Regions from separate parts of the Mus musculus genome. Here region 2 is linked to region 1. The links are chromatin contacts, called in public HiChIP or PLAC-seq maps. All regions are on one chromosome and are shown on one strand. Each heading gives the region's core, a stretch centred on a gene start, on an enhancer-like site or on the middle of the called end of the contact. The rest is flanking DNA. Distances are from core to core; before and after follow the strand shown.

Region 1 (2,814 bases), core at 232-2,731:
AGAATGGGAACGGATTCCCAGTCATAAGAATCAACCGTGAATGCATGGATGGATGAATGAATGAATGAATGAATGAGAATACAGTTTAGACCCATCCATCATGTAAATGTTGAATGGATGAAGGTGGATGAAGCTTCTCGCTTCTACCAATAGAATGAATGAATGTATGAATAAGAGTGAATGCATGCATGAAGTTAAGAGACAGGAATCAAGCAGCTAAACGAATGATTCTGACTGCCAGGTGGGAAACGCCCATCAATGAATGAATAAAAGCGAATGACAGCAGTCATGTTACTCATACAAACGTTTGAAGGAAGAGAGGCGTGAATAAAGCCTTAAGTCAATAAACATGCAAATGAGTGAGGAAAGATCAAAGACAGAAATCACAGGGGTTCGTGGGAGTGAATGAAAGAAGCCAGGGTGGGAAACCGATCTCAAAGGGACAGACAAGTGGTGGTCAGAACTCTGTGGATCTGCCTCCCTACCTAGCGCGCCCACCTGGGCCTGCACACACACACACACACACACACACACACACACACACACACACACACGCCCAGAGCTCCAGCATCTGCCGGCTCGGCTCCCGTTCTTTCGCGGGTAGGGGGAGCCCCTCACCAGTACATCACACGGATCAAGATTCTGTTGGGCGTTGGGACGTCCTCGCTGGTGGATGGGATCTCCTTAGTGGAACCGAAGCTGGGTGCTGGGGAAATCGTGGAGAGCTTACCCAGACCAGGGGTTTCCTTCAGCGGGGAGGCCAAGAACTCTAGTGTAGGGTTGGGGCCCGGAATGGGGCCCAATGTACTGGAGGCCATGGCAGTAGAAGCCAAGGAGTCTATGGGAGAGGCGGTGTCCGGTATGGAGCCTTGTGTCTTGGAGGACGAGGGAGTGAGCACTGGAAGGGGCCCCTGGATGGCCTCCGCTAGGCTGTGGATCGAGGGTTTCTGATTTTGAGCGAGTGTGGGATCCTTCAAGAGAGCGCTAGCAGCCCTGGAAGAAAGGGGCTGTGCCGTGGGCGAGGCCAAGCTCGGGAAGAACCTGCCTGGAGAGATCTTAGGAAAGACCCGACCTAGATTCGGGGCCCGGACTGGTGCTGGAGTCCGCACCGGTGCTGCATGCCGGACTGGAGCTGGAGTTGGGGCTGGGGTTAGGGTTGGGGCAGGGACTGGGGCTGGAGTTGGGAACCGGATTGGAACAGGGTTAGGGACTTGGGCAGGAGCCCGGACCCGGATGGAAGTTCGGACTGGAGTCGAGTTGTGCGCTGGGTTCGGGGCCCTGACTGGGGTCGCGGTTCGGATGGGAGCGGGTGTCCGGGCCGGGGTGTTTGCCCGGACTGAGGAGGGAGCGGGGACCCGCGCCTTGTTATTCATGGGGACCAGGTGAGACCCGGGTACCCCAGGCTAAGCGTCCCGCCTCGCCCTGCTTCCTTGAGCGAGGAGAGCTTTCGCACCCGAGGATTCTAAAAACCGAAGCAACCACGAGCAGGCACTGTTACACCGGGTTCCAGTCAGGCGGAGATTCCAAGCTCTGCGCCAGGGAGGCGCTGCTGTCTTCAGATCTCACCGAATAGACACCGCCCCTGTCCCTATCCCCACCCAGCAGGAGCCAACTCTGCCTAGAGCTTCCCATTGCCACCCTGACACTCATGCGTTTAGCTGGTTGAGTTCATTAAGCGCCCTCCTAGCGCTGGGGATTCCGGGGACAATGCATCTCTGCCCTCCTTGCTTCCTGCCCATGATAGGAGGTCACACCCAGTATGAGAGTGACAGCCTAAAACCGTCAGTGCAGTGGAGAATACCAGCACCCATATAATTCAGAAAGGAGGCACCTCTCTGCAGGATACGAGGTCCGGAGAAAAATAGCGACAACCCACACAAATAATCCAATTTACTCCCGGGGAGTGGTCAAAGTGAGACTCTGTCTTCTTCATGCTGTATCCCCAGCTCCTAGAACAAGACCTGGATCAACCAATCCTGTGGAACCCGAGTTAGGGAGATAAAGTGGAAGCTGGCACCAGGAAAGGGGACAAGTTTGAGAAGTGGAGTATAGGCAAAAGGCAGAGGTGACAAGGATTGGAGCCAGGGACAGTGACCATGTAAGGCCGACTAGACTTCATTCTGAGGCTCACAGAAGGATGACTTAACAGGGGTTGTGGCTCAGTTAATAGAGTTTTCATAGCATTCACAAAGCCCTGGGTCCAAGTCCCCCGTGCCACACAAACCAGTTATGTTGACTCAGGATTGTAGCTCCAGCACTCAGGAGGCAAGTGGATCAAAAGTTTAAAATCACTCTCAAGTAAAAAAAAAAAAACAAAAACAAAACAAAAAAAAAAAAACAAAACCAACCAACACCCCCCCCCCCAAAAAAAAACCCTCAGGATGCACATAACCCTGTTGATGTCTCAAGAGATGTCAGCCTCTGCCTGTGGCTTTGGGGCAGTATTTCTAAGCCAGGGAATATCCTTCTGGAAGGGGGGTGGGGCATACATAGACCAGCCAATCCACAATAACGTGGATAGTGATGACAGCCTGGGGCCACATTGTGTCAGTTCTGCCCCAGGAGGGCTATTAACTTTATCTGCCTGACCAAGACCTCATGAAGACTCTAGGCCCCAGAATGCAATGTACATTTCGTGACCATTAACGTGCTGTGTTGCCAGACGTCAGTGCAGTGGGTGCTTCCACAGGAAGAACACACAGATGTTTGGACTAGGAATTGACCTGGACCCTGGCACATCCCCTTCTCTAGTTGGCTGGGTTTTAAACGTATTTTTTGTTTTGTTTTGCTTTCTGTTATCTTTGAGAAAGACAC
Region 2 (2,814 bases), core at 221-2,720, 360 kb before region 1:
CACTCTCCTGAGAACCTTCCCTCATCTATGATAACACTTATGTTGTCTCAAGCCATGATCCTTTATGAAGATAATTAGCTGTAAAACATCCTGTCACAGGAGGTGAGTATATGTTTCCCTCTTTCCATATTATGGGAGATTTTGAACAAAATAATGCTAAGTTTGTTCTGGGTGTCCTAGGTCTTTTGATCCTAGAACTGAGTTTCTCAACCTCCGCAGGGCTGACACAACTGTCCTGCCTTGGGCTCTGTGAGGACCACCTTGTGCTCTGTAAAATTATCACACTGAACACAATACAAATTTTAAAATTCTGCTCTTCATTATTACCTTCATTTCGTTTTCTCCTTGTTTTGAAACAGGTTCTCATTTTGTAGCACACCCCTCCTGGAACTTGCTATGTGGATCAAACTGATCCTTAATTTACAATGATCCTCCTGCTTCTGCCTCCCAAAATGCTGAGATTAAAATGTACACTGTACAGACTAGAGCTTATGAGTCATTTCCTTAAATATACAACCAGTATTTGCATTCTTTCTAACACTCCCTTGTCCTGCCATACCCTGCAGACAATGAACCCAAGATGAGCACTGTCTATAATGTGGGGAAAGGAAGTGATTTAGGGAGAAAAAGTCAAGGGTAATTGAAATGGTCATGTGAACACCAGGACCTAAGGGCAGGGACAACGTAAGGGCCACAGCGGTGGAGGTATGAATGTGTACGTTCACCTACCTGCATTTACTGACAATTCCATATTATAAAATTGAAAACTCATTTCTCAAACAGAAAAGAAGAGTACACTCATCCTTGACTCTTAGATGGGCAGCAATAATGATCCCATCCTTCTCAAGCCCTCCTTTTGACTGATGGCCTTCGCGGGGAGCCTGCGCAAGGATGAGATCCCCATCATGCTCTGGCAGCATCCGCACTGAGCACTTTCCTTCAGTTCCCTCAACACTCACACAGCTAGGGCTCTGAGAAAGTCATGGAATTCAACAAGTAACCACCCTCCTAGGTCACCCTCGGTGGCACTTTCAGCCCCAAATGCTCCTCCCAAGCTCAAGTCTGTACCTAGCCTGACCTCTCCTTACTGAAACTTAGTCCTCTGCTTTGGTTCCTGTGGTCGCGAGGGAAAGTTGGAGCAGAAAGCGACGCGCACAGAGCCCCAGATAATGCAGAGAGATCAAGGTGTGGACACACACACACACACACACTATCACATCAACAAACAGCGACCCTATACGACCGTCCGCACACGCCCACTCCCAGCCGGCTGCCTCAGGCCTTACTCCATGGAGACCGAAGCCAACCTGAAATTTCTTCCGCCGACCACAAAGATCGGACCTTCCGCATTAGCGGCACCAGAACACCAAAAGCCTATGCGCTAGTTTCGGCGTGGTGACCCTAAAAAATGCAGTTATCACCAGCAAAGCCCCCGTGAAGCCCGGCTCTTGGGGGCGGGGATGCCAGATCTGCGAGCGGAGCCCAGTGGTTTGTGGGAGTTCCCACGGGGGTGCGCGCTTAAAGGGGAGGCGCCCTCCTTTGAGTAAAAGTTACTTCCGGTTCTGCGGGGAACTGATTTTCTCGCCCTTAAAAAGGCAGGGATGCTCTAGATAGAAAATGTGACTGAGGACCACATGCTATGCAACAACCGTACTGTGTCTGTTAGACAGGCTAGACGATCCTCATAATAAAACTAGTCGCATTGAAAGTACTGTAATCGGTCTAAAAGCTAAAGTACAGGTTTGTCACATTAGATTTGAAAAGAGGTCAGACCCAGCTATCTGTTAACTTCAGAAAATATGTTAAAGATAAATACTCTAGCAGATTCAAAGTGACCATCTTTACATAATCAAAAGAAAACTCAAGTCGATTATAAAATGGAGGCAGATTTGGGGGCAAAGAACATTGCCAGTGATAATAAAGAGGCCAAGACATCAAGTGATAGTAAACATGGCTGGGCGTGGTAGCAATGGCTTTTATCCCAGCGATGGGGAGGTACAGCCAGCTGCATGTCTGTGAGAAGAGACCACCGAGGACTACCCAGTGAAACCCTGTCTAAGAACTAAAATACACTCAGATTATGGTGGCACATGCCTTTTACTCTTTTTGTGTCTGAGTTACCTCACTCAGGATATTTTCTAGTTGCACCCATTTGCCTGCAAAACTCATGATGTCCTCATTCTTAATAGCTAAATACTATCCCATTATGTAAATGACCCACATTTTCTGTATCCATTTTTCCATTGGGGGACATCTGGGTTGTTTCCAGCTTCTGGCTTTCACAGATAAGACCTCTATGAACACAGTGGATTTGTGGTATGGTGGGGCATCTTTTGGGTATATTCCAAGAGTGGTATAGCTGGGTCTTTGTGGTTGATCTATTTCCAAACTTCTGAGGATCCTCGAGATTGATTTCCAGAGTAGTTGTATCAGTTGGCAATCCCACCAACAATGTCTTAGAGCTCAGGCTCTAAGATCCAGAATTGATAAATGGGACCTCATAAAACTGGAAAGCTTCTGTAAGGCAAAGGACGTAGTCAGGACAAATCAGCAACCTATAGAGTGGGACAAAACTTCACTAACCCCACATCCTATAGAGGGTTAATATCCAAAATATATAAAGAACTCAAGAAGCTAAGCTTCAAAAATCCAAACAACCCAACCACAAAATAAGGTATAGAGCTAAACAGAGAATTCACAACAGAGGAATCCCAAATGATGGAGAAGCACTTAAAGAAATGTTCAAAGTCCTTAGTGATCAGGGAAATGCAAATCAAAATGACCTGAGATTCTACCTTACAACAATCAGAATGG

What was found. HiChIP or PLAC-seq counts read pairs in DNA pulled down with a chosen protein or histone mark.
Region 2: a contact with region 1 is called in an H3K27ac HiChIP or PLAC-seq map of embryonic stem cells, with 2.6 times the contacts expected there. The contact joins the promoter of Zfp974 here to the promoter of Selenov in region 1. A contact is called at or near these places in 2 of 39 promoter capture datasets (the 3T3-L1 cell line and hippocampal neurons) and 1 of 115 datasets of contacts at active chromatin or transcription factors (embryonic stem cells).

Annotation. Positions count from the first base shown.
Region 1 is chr7:28,289,705-28,292,518 of GRCm38.p6, forward strand. It overlaps Selenov (selenoprotein V), which reads right to left and starts at 1,482. Exons shown (of 6, transcript NM_175033.4): 1 at 619-1,482. The coding sequence starts at 1,373.
Region 2 is chr7:27,927,988-27,930,801 of GRCm38.p6, forward strand. Zfp974 (zinc finger protein 974) reads right to left here and starts at 1,471. Exons shown (of 5, transcript NM_001374027.1): 1 at 1,308-1,471. Gm26891 (a long non-coding RNA gene) reads left to right here. Exons shown (of 2, transcript XR_881914.3): 1 at 1-102; 2 at 360-487.